Regions from separate parts of the Capsicum annuum genome. Here region 1 is linked to region 2. Evidence: chromatin contacts called from public Hi-C data. All regions are on one chromosome and are shown on one strand. Each heading gives the region's core, a stretch centred on a gene start, on an enhancer-like site or on the middle of the called end of the contact. The rest is flanking DNA. Distances are from core to core; before and after follow the strand shown.

Evidence for each region. Hi-C and Micro-C count contacts between places; a contact is called where the count stands out from the background.
Region 1: a Hi-C map of leaf shows a contact between it and region 2, with 7 times the contacts expected there. The contact joins two enhancer-like sites. A contact is called at or near these places in 3 of 5 Hi-C or Micro-C datasets (leaf and placenta).

Annotation. Positions count from the first base shown.
Region 1 is chr5:10,259,899-10,264,971 of UCD10Xv1.1, reverse strand. No RefSeq gene overlaps it. Among protein-coding and RNA genes, the nearest start is that of LOC124898699, 6.2 kb to the right of the region's middle. Within about 2 kb of position 3,476, at least 4 of the 5 cell types and tissues checked have an H3K27ac peak or open chromatin away from gene starts, as enhancers often do. A contact at or near this core is called in leaf, where this site is marked.
Region 2 is chr5:9,741,479-9,747,111 of UCD10Xv1.1, reverse strand. No RefSeq gene overlaps it. Among protein-coding and RNA genes, the nearest start is that of LOC107871612, 32 kb to the right of the region's middle. Within about 2 kb of position 2,456, at least 4 of the 5 cell types and tissues checked have an H3K27ac peak or open chromatin away from gene starts, as enhancers often do. A contact at or near this core is called in leaf, where this site is marked.

The DNA of each region.
Region 1 (5,073 bases), core at 2,227-4,726, 520 kb before region 2:
AAGATTTTTTTTTTTGAACCCAAAAAAAATAATTAAGGGGGTAATTATCTTTGAGTTATGTCCCATCTTAACTCTCTTGCAAAAAATAATTAAATCTTACTTTTTAAAATGATAACTCTATTTTTTGTTAAATCCATAAGGACATTTTTTTTTGTATTTTTGTTAACTCCATAAGGACATTTTTTTAACCGACATGGGTTGTGATGTTGTGGTAGGACTACTCCAACCTTAACTGAAGTCTCAGGTTCGAGCCCTAGGTATGGAGAAAATACTTTTGGAATTGCCACCCCCAGAATGTGCCCTGCAATGCGTGATTCGGATTAGTCAGAGCTCTAATGTGGATACTGAACACCCGGTGAAAAACCAAAATAATAATAATGACATTTTTAAATAATTTTTTTTCTTCAAATAAATCTCCCATTACTTAAATGAGAAAAAAAATATAAAATATTTTTGAGAATCATCTATTCTACCATAGTCAAATCTTACATGACACTTCCAGTATAGTTTTTTATCAGTTGTAACTAGAATACACACATTATTTGGTTGGATTTACACTTAAAAGGATGAGTACTCCTTTTGAAAGCCGTTTATTATTTCATTCATGTAATATGAGCAATCTCAAAAGAGTTTAGATAAATATTAGTTCACTATTCACAATGCTTACCCTACCTCTAGGGGGGCACAAAGGTCAATTTTGATAGGGTCTCGACTCATCGAAATAGTTATTCAAGATAGATCTAAAAAACAAGAATAAAATTTTTTTAAGAACAATGAATCCATCTACTTTTTGTATCATTAGGTACGCGAAACTCATTTGTCCAACTATATCATATGTATCGCAAAGTGGCGTAGGGTCTATTTAAAGTTTTTCTTTTTTAAATACTCCATATCAAAATTTCTCCACTCCCCTTAATTGATCCTGAAGGATCTATCTATCTACCAAAAAACTTTACACATACATATCATAACAAAAAAAGATTCACGCCACCTAGGTTTTATTTACGAGAAAACGACTCCCTATAAGAAAGTTCTTCATTTTAATATTCAAATCTGAAGAATCTATCGATCGACTAACAAACTTTTATCATACAAACATGAGAACAACATTAAGAAAATTAAAGGAGCATACAAATACTCCATATCCTCTTATTCGATCTTGAAGGATCTATCTGTCTACCAGAAAAATTTCACACATCACATCATAACAACAAAAGATTCACACCGCCTAGGGTTTATTTAAGAGAAAATGGCTCCCTATAAGAAGGTTCTTCATTTTAGGATTCGAACCTAAAGAATCTATCGATCTACTAGCAAGATTTTATCACACAAACATGAGAACAACATTTACAAAATCAAAGGAGTATAGAAATACACATAAACAACCAATCAAAAAGGGAAAACAAATCAACTGAACATACAGAAAAAGTGTCTATAATTTATTTTAAAACAATAAAGATGAATCAATTAATTTATTAAAGATTACCTACTATTAAAAGAATACTCATACAATTTTTCTGTGCATGAATAAACAATAGTAGCAACTTGAGCATCACATAAAATGGCTCACTCATTATCTTTTTTCACTAATCCTTGTCTCCTTTTGGTGAAGGTAACATCTCTATATTGTGAATTCTCAATTTTCTTCATCTCAAATTTTCTTCTCACCATTTTACTTTCCTTTTCAATATGTGAAAAAAAAAAAAATGAGTCATTTGTGATGAGTTTATGTGTTTATATAGATATGTTGAATGCTTGAAGGATGGAAAGAAATTTTAGAATTTAGGTAAGAAATTTAGGAACTTACTCTCACATAGTGTTTATGCCAGCTCGGATTATGTAATTATGATTAAGTTAAGAAGTCTTGTGTTAGCGCATGTCGGTTAATCATGATTTATAAAAAGTAGGGAAAAGTCATCGTCTACACCCTAAACTATATTCGAAAAGTCTAAAACACACTCAAACTATTATGGTTATATTTACACACCTATACTACTTAAAAGTAAATTTATTTACACCCGAAGGTGATGTGGCAACAATTTTTTTTAAAAAAGAGAAAAATAACGCGTGAAAGAGTATTTTTTTTTTTTTTTTAAAAAGGATTTAAAACAGTCCATCCTCCCTGGATATCTCTAAGCCATTTCTTCATTTTTTTCTTCTTGACATTTTCATGTCTCTTCTCCTTCTTTTTTTTCTATTCAAAATCACTTTATTTCTTTTACTAACTAATTGCTGAATCCCGTGAAACCATTTCATAGAAGTTCATTGATATCTTCTTTTTATAAAGCAAATCGATTTCGATTCTTGAATAATCCCCAACACTTTTGCTTCTATTGGAACACAAGATTCCCCTTTTCTGTGAAAAAGGCCCGAATCAATAATTCTGATTTTACTTATGGACAATTCCTCAATATCTTGTTCATTCGCAACAAAATATTTACTTTGTGCCTTGATAAAAAAAACATATTACATATTCTTCATCATTCTCCCCCTTGAGCTTGAACGAAATTTCTAATGGTGATAATATTAGTGGTGGGTGATAAAATTGATGGTGATATATTGTTTATTTTTTATAATTGTGCAATTTTGATGGTGGATGATGAAATTTGTGGTTGAGATTGTGCTTAAACTCGATGGTGGCAACAAAGGTAGATTAAATGGGTTTCTTAATAGTGCAACGAAGGTAGATTAAATAGATTTCTTAATGGTGGCAACGAAGGTGGAGGATGATTTTGATAATGAGATGAGTTTCTTAATAGCGCAATTAAATACTGATTGAAGAATTTTCAATGCAAGAAAGTTTTAGATTGAAGTTTTGGACCAAAGAAAGGAAGACGATGAGGAAATGGGTCAATTTTTTTGGTAAACTCCGATGATGAATTTTATTGAATATATGGTGATTCTTTGTAATTTTTCATGGTGGCAATGTTTATTTGATGATTTCGATAGTGAATTTAGTTGTGGGTAGTGAATCTATGATGGTGGAGATATGAATTTGATGATGACGACGGCGGCGATGATGATGGTTGATAGAGTTTGGTGATTTTGTAGTGAAGAAAATGCAATTAAGTGACATGAATTTTTTTTTTTAATAAAATCTGACGAAAAATATGATGCGGCGGTGATGAGGCAGTGATGTGGCACAAGTGCACATAACTTCCCATCATGTGGCTGGTTGTAAGTGTGCAAGGGTGGACATAAATTCACTTTTACATCGTTGAGGTGTGTATTAGGACACTTGAATAGTGTGAGTGTGTCTTAAACTTTTTGAATATAGTTTAGGATGGAAACAATGACTTTTCCCAAAAAATAATATGTAAGTTAAGCATGTGGCATCATATCTTCATTGGATTGCTGTAAAAATTGGGTATGGTTACGGTTTTACCTAGGTTGGACATATGTGTCGTCCAGTTTGCTATATATTTCCACTTATGTTTCTAAATTGATTTCATAATTTTTCGTCCTGACCTCCTCTGTTTTCATAATTTTTTGTCATATATCTGAAATTCGTGAAGCTATTAATGAGGATCTATCATCTCTTGAGAATGAGGAGGAATGTTTATCATTCTTGAAAAATTCAACCTCCATTAATGGAGGTTAAGCTCAAAGAAGGTTGGGTGGAGAAGACAATGTGAGGGGCTTTTTTGTAATTATTTGGTCAATAAAACATGTGTCATTAATTCATTGGACATAATTGCCATGTGTTTTGATCTCTTCTTTTAAAAAAGAAAAACTAATTGTGAGTGTATATAATAATGTGGCAATTTAAAATGAGATGACACAAATCAATTAATCGTTTAATCCATGCTGGCGGCGATTGAGACGCAAGTGTTAGAGCTGATGCCGAAAGGTGCCAAAATGAGACATTTTATAGCTATTTTAAGTATTTAAAATGAACATAGTTCACTTGAGGTGTCAAAGTGAAAGATCATGTCAAGTTGAGGTGTCTGTCGTCTAATTGATATCTAGAAAATACATCAAACAAAAACTTGTCTAAATCATGGTCAAAATTTGAAATAGCAAGATTTTCGAAAAGTCAAACTTTTCTGATAGAGGAATAATATATACAATAATTACTTAAAATATTCTTTCATTTTTTTAGTCGTTACGTTTTCAAAATGCATTAGTCCCGGTAGAAAAACCTATATTGGGGGTATAGCGTTATCTAATAAATTCAACTTTGTATCTAGTAGAGTTTGAACTCGAGATCTCTGATTACTTACCACTCTAGCGATAGCGATTGCATAAATGTTGATCCAAACATGACCTCATTTGAAACATTCCATAAAAGGAAAATCCCCTAACAACAGTCACTAAACTATTTTTGAAACGAAAAGTCCCCCAATTTCACCTGAATATCAAGACGTCACTATATATTTTTCTCATGATCTATGTTGCTCAAACTTTCTAAAATATTATTATATCCATGTCAGATTCTTCAAAAAATGAATTACTTTGAGGTTCCGCTATGCTCATGAAGATCTACTTGAAACGTTTTGGTTTAGTGACAATGCATAAACGTGAACCTAATTTTAAGTGTTGTAATTGGTTATGTGCCTGGTGAGTCTAGTATGGCGGTAAGTGTAGGCTCAGTCAGATGAGGCTCGTAATGGGCCGACCGATATTACTATCAAGTTATTATCATTAACTAACTGCAACTAGCTCAATCTAGGCCTTGTGTAAACACAAAAAAATTACAGATGAATGATTTAATTTACCAAATATGTACACAATGTATATGTTGTGTATACTTATACATAAAATATACATGCCTACAGGGTCAAGTTTATCGATAAATTGTGTTATTTGTTACTCCATGATCTTATCTTCCTCTTAAACACTACTTGTATCGTATAAATACACTATTATGATGTTGAAAAAAATGTTTCTTAACCAATAATATAATGTCCAGGGTCTACCCGAGAATATCTAGGTTGTGGATAAAGAGAATTCATTGGCTTCTTGCAGATGCTGAACGGTCGATGACATGAGTCGCAGTTGCTTCAAACTCGCCTCTCTAAGGAGAAATCGATAAGCCTCTCAAACTAGTATTTTACAACTTCATACTAGTAC
Region 2 (5,633 bases), core at 1,207-3,706:
GTTATTGTATTGAATCACGTTACTTGATATTTGTTGGTGTTCTTGGCGTTGTTTGTTTTGTTGGTATTGTTTGTGTTTTTGGTGTTCTTCGTTTTGTTGGTCATGGCGTTGTTGTTCTTGTTCTTGAGTATTGTTGTAAAATTAGTGAAACTTGAACTTTGACTTTTTTGGAGATACCTATTCTGACAATTTTGTCTCGTTATTTGTGTTGTTGTATTGATCACTTCACTTGGTATTTGTTGGTGTTGTAGGTGAATAGTTTGTTTGTTTTGTTGGTGTTGTTGATGTTCTAGGTATATTCTTGGTGTTCTTAGTTTTGTTGGTGTTGCTGGTGTTCTTGGTTTTGTTGGTGTTGGTATTATCGTTGTTGTTGTTAATGTATTGGTAAAAACATTGGTGTTGTTCAAGAGGTGATATAGCTTGGTGTTTTTGGTAGTGGTGCGATATAGCTTGTTGTTTGTGGTGGTATTTTTGTTGATATATGTGCATGATAAAAATGTTATCCAACAGATGTGTAATATGTTGCAAAGAATAAGAATCTGTCGGAACACATTAAGCATCTATTGAAAATAACTATATCATTTGTTGGTTTATTATTCTTCTTCTTCTAACAGATGAGTCATCTGTTGAAAATATTATTATATTGTGTTTTATTTATTAAATTTGTTACCTTTTTTTTAATGGTGCACAAATCAATTATGATTTTTTTATTTTTCTCTTATTTGTAGATAAAATGGCTCCCAAAAAAAGAAAAGTGGATCAACTTCTGATAAATTAAGTAATATAGCTAAATTAGAAACAACATTAGAAGAACTTGCAGAACAAGTCCTTTCACAAGCAAATAAAGTGTTACCATAGAAAAAGAATGAAGATATGGCAAGAGATAATGAAGAAGATATTGAAAGAGCATCAGTTGACAGATCTATCGATCTAGAGGAGGAAGATGAAAATAAAAATGAGGAAGACAGATCTATCGATCTAAAGGAGGAAGATAAAAATAAAAATGAGGAAGAAGATCGAAATGGTAAGGATGGAGATGATGAAGAAAGTGATAAAAGGGGGTGAGGGGGAAGAAGATGAAAAGAAAAGTGAGAAAGGAGATGATGTTGAAAGTGGGGAAAATGATGAAGAGGAAAATGAAAGAGAGGATGAAGGGGAATGAGCTGATGATAATATTGATGATGATGTTGAGGCATCGTTGAACAATTATGAACGTAGATCAAAAGTCCAATATAATCTTATCAAAACTTTTAGTATTGACAAGTTTCGATTGAAGAAGTTTATAGATAACCCTACATATTTGATTGATAATTTTGTTGTTAAATCAATCATGAATAAATATTGTGATGGTTTTTGAAAGACATTGAGAGATGAAAAATTGAAGAATTACTTTAAGTACAACTATTATGGACACTTTCTTGATTTAACGGAGGATTATAATATATTCTTTTAAATGACCATGGTGTATAGTCTTTTCAAGTACAAGATAATGAAAAAAGGTGATGATGATGAAACATTGAAGGATGGGCGTAAGAAGATGGATCAGATTTTGATATACTACTGCATATGTCGATTTGTTTTGGCATAAAAGAATTTGCCATATTGACTGAATTGAGATATCATCTATTGTAATTTATTGGTTGATTTAGATATATCTATGTTAGATCCTAAAGTGTGAATTTAGAAAGTAGCGTAGGATTATATGTTAAGTGATTAGGTGGCAAAGCTTAGGTCGTGTATCCGTGTGGCAGCTATGGGATGAGACGAAATAAACGAACGAGATGGATCCTTCATTAAAATGATGAACGGCCAGATGATGGGTGACAGCTAGATCAGGTCCAAGCGGTTATATCAACACAAGTGGAGTTGAGCCTATGCAGATTTGGACTGGTAGTTATTTTGTTTCTCTTTTTCTTTTTCTCTTTTCCTTATTCCTCGAGTAATTCCTTCTCACTATTAACGCACTATCACAGGTTACAAAGCTGGAATCTTATCAATGGAGTTTGTTTCGCAGTAATCTTGTAGTAGTAGATACTATTGTAATAATTGTACTGAACTATTATCAATAAAATTCAAATTCTGTTTGATTGAATCTTCGATTTCTCTCTCACGATTCAATTACGATTTAAGGGACATAACAATTGGTATCAGAGCCACTATTTGCACCTGAGGGTACAACACAAACACAATAATGATGGTTACAGAAACTAAGGCCAAACCCACGGAGGAAAATGCAGAAAAATAGAGTCTCAATTAGAAGGATTCATGGCAGAATCAACTAAAAAATCAGCGGTTACAGATGCGAAACTGGATGATCTAACTAAGAAATTTGATGTGTTGTTAGAGAAGATGCTTCCAACCCAACCTAGAGTGTTGGGTAGTACACCAGTAGTGCACCCATCAGCTGTAGATGCGCCTAGTTGTAGAAAATGGGGTGATCATATGTCCCCAAATATGACGATGGAGAGACCCAAACATCATCATTACAGCTCCAAAATCGAGTTTCCCTATTTTGATGGCACCTCTGTAGATGATCCCTGTTCATGGCTATATAGATGTGAGAGTTATTATGATTATAATCATATCACAAATCCAATACAAAATTAGATAAAGCATTCCTACATTTGACAGGGAGGGCAGAGTCGTGGTACTTCTCGTATCAGTTGAGTAGAGGTGGAGTCACTTGGCAAGAGTTCTCCGAGGAATTGTGCAAAAGGTTCTAAGATGTTGAGAATAGTAAGTTCAATTTAATTGGGGAATTCAAGAAAATTTCACAAACTAGGACTGTCAACGAGTATTTGGAACGCTTTGAGGACTTGAAGGCCTAGGTTTTGATTTGAAGCCCTACTATCCCTGAGGAATTTTTTGTAAAGTTCTTTATGGAAGGGCTCAAGAAAGAAATAAGGCACACTGTCAAGATGCTGAACCCATATACCTTGAGTCAAGCAGTAGAAAAAGCTAGACATTAAGAGAAGGTGGTAGAGTCCTTGATCAAGAAGAATAAGAATGGTTGGGGAAGGGGAACATGGAAAACCAATTCCCCCCAAATTCCAAATTCCAACCTAGTTCAGACTAATAAAGGGGCAAGAGCTAATGGGACTACTCAGAGCAACAAACTATTTGAGCTTCAAAAAGCACAAGTCTTATGCTATAGATGTAGAGAGAAATGTTTTGTTGGCCATTAATGCAAGCCCAAGCAACTTAATACCATGACTGCTGCTACTAACTTACCTGAAGAAGAAGAGATTTAATATGTGACATTAGAGGAAAATCAATTGCAAGAAGGGGAAATTATGGATGAAGCCATAAGTTTGAATGCCTTGTATGGTGTAGAGATGTTTAACACCATCAGATTAAAAGGGGAAGGGAATCTAAGAAGAACAGTCTAACCATTTTGGTTGACTCGGGTAGTACACATAGTTTTTTTGGATCTGGAAATTGCAAAAAAAATGATTGTCCTATTACTTGAGTTATTCCTATGAGAGTCATAGTAGCTAATGGAAATCACATCTTGAGTTAGCACACTTGCCACAAGTTTAAGTGGAAAATTCATGTAGTGGAGTTTGAAGAGTCCATAAGACTCCTGAGGTTGGGTGGTAATAATATGGTATTTGGAGGTGATTAGATGAAGGTGCACAATCCAGTTCTGTTGGATATTGTGGACTACAAAATTCAGGTTACTCATTTAGGTAAGAGGGTAGAATTGAGAGGGATCTACCATCAAGGAGAGTTGAAGAGTATGTTTGTTAAAGGGGTCAAACAGTTACTGAAGAAAGGACAAACTGTTTGGGCCCACCTTTTTACCTTATCAGCTATAGAGGTTGGAAAAGAAAATGCAATACCTGTAGAAGTCAGCCTTGTGTTACAAGAATTTCCTAATATGTTTGTTGAGCCCACGACACTGCCACCTTCTAGAAGCCATGATCACCACATTACCCTAAAACCAAATGCAATTCCTATTAGTATCAGACCTTACAGATACAACTTCTTTCAGAAAAATGAAATTGAAAAACAAGTTAGTAAAATGCTTAATAGTGGTATAATTCAGCCCAACCATTCTATTTTCTCTTCCCCGGTGTTACTTGTGAAGAAAAATAATGAGAGTTGGAGATTTTGCATAGACTATAGAACTTGAACAACATGACCATCAAAGATAAGTTTCCCATTCCTTTGGTGGATAATTTGATGGTTGAACTGAATGAGTCTTGCATTTACTCCAAAATTGACTTAAAGTCTTGTTATAATCAAATTAGGATGTGTATTGAGGACATTCCTAAAAATGCATTTAGAACACATCAAGCGCGCTACGAATTCAAGGTCCTGCCCTTTGGCTTAACTAATGCTCCTGCCACTTTTCAGTCCCTTATGGATCAGGCGTCCAACCCCTACTTAAGGAAATTTGTTCTTGTGTTCTTTTACGATATACTAATCTATAGTGCATCACTTCAAGACTACGTCCTTCATCTTAATAAGGTACTTGCAATCTTGAGGAAAGAACAATTGTTTGCTAAGCTATCCAAGTGTTCTTTGCTCAAGATAAGATTGAGTATTTGGGTCACATTATCACACAAGAAGGGGAGGCTACTAACCCTGCTAAGGTAGAAGTTATGGCAAGTTGGCCCCTTCCTAAAACAATCAAGGCATTGAGGGGTTTCATAGGCCTAAGAGGTTACTATAGGAGGCTTATTAGATCTTATGAAACAACCAGTAGACCACTCACCAATTTGCTGAAAAAGAATGCCTTTCATTGGGATACATCAGCTGACACTGCTTTTCTACTTCTGAAGTAAGCTATGATATCTGCTCCAGTTATAGCTTTAACCAATTTTTCCAAGGTATTTATGGTAGAGACTGATGTATGTTCTACAGGTATAGGAGTTGTTCTTATGCAAGACAACAAGCCTTTATCTTTTTTTTTTAGCAAGGCCTTGTCTCCTAAACACTTATGACTATCTACTTACGAGAAGGAATTCCTGGATGTTTTATCGGCTATTGGCAGACGGAGACATTACCACCAAGCGGCTCACTTCATCATAAAAATTGACCACCATAGCCTGAAATATTTTCTAGAGCAAAGGGTGCATACTATACTATAGCAAAAAGGATTAACCAAGCTCTTTGGATTAGACTATGAGGTGTAGTATAAAAAGGGCACTGAGAACAAAGTTGCAGCTGCCCTATCTAGAAAAAGAGAGGAAGCTGTTGAATGTTATGCTATTTCTTTGGTTGAACCTACATGGATGCAGAAAGTGAGTTTGAGCTACGACCTTGATCCTGTTGCAACTCAATTATTGACAGAACTTATTACTCTACCTGGATCCAAGCCTTACTATTTATTATCTCAAGGAGTTATCTGGTATGACCATAAAATCTATATAGGTAAGGGCACTAATTTGAGGCTTAACATTTTCCAGGCCTTATATCTCCCCCATAGGAGGACATTCTGGTCAACAAGAGACTTATCAAAAGGTCAAGCGGGTGTTCTATTGGCCTAATATGATGGCTGATATTATTCAGTGGGTCTCCAAATGTGATACCTATTAGAAGACCAAAACAGAAAATGTCATCACCCCCGGTCTTCTTCAACCCTTACCCATCCTTGAGCTTCCTTTGCATAGCATAGCCATGGACTT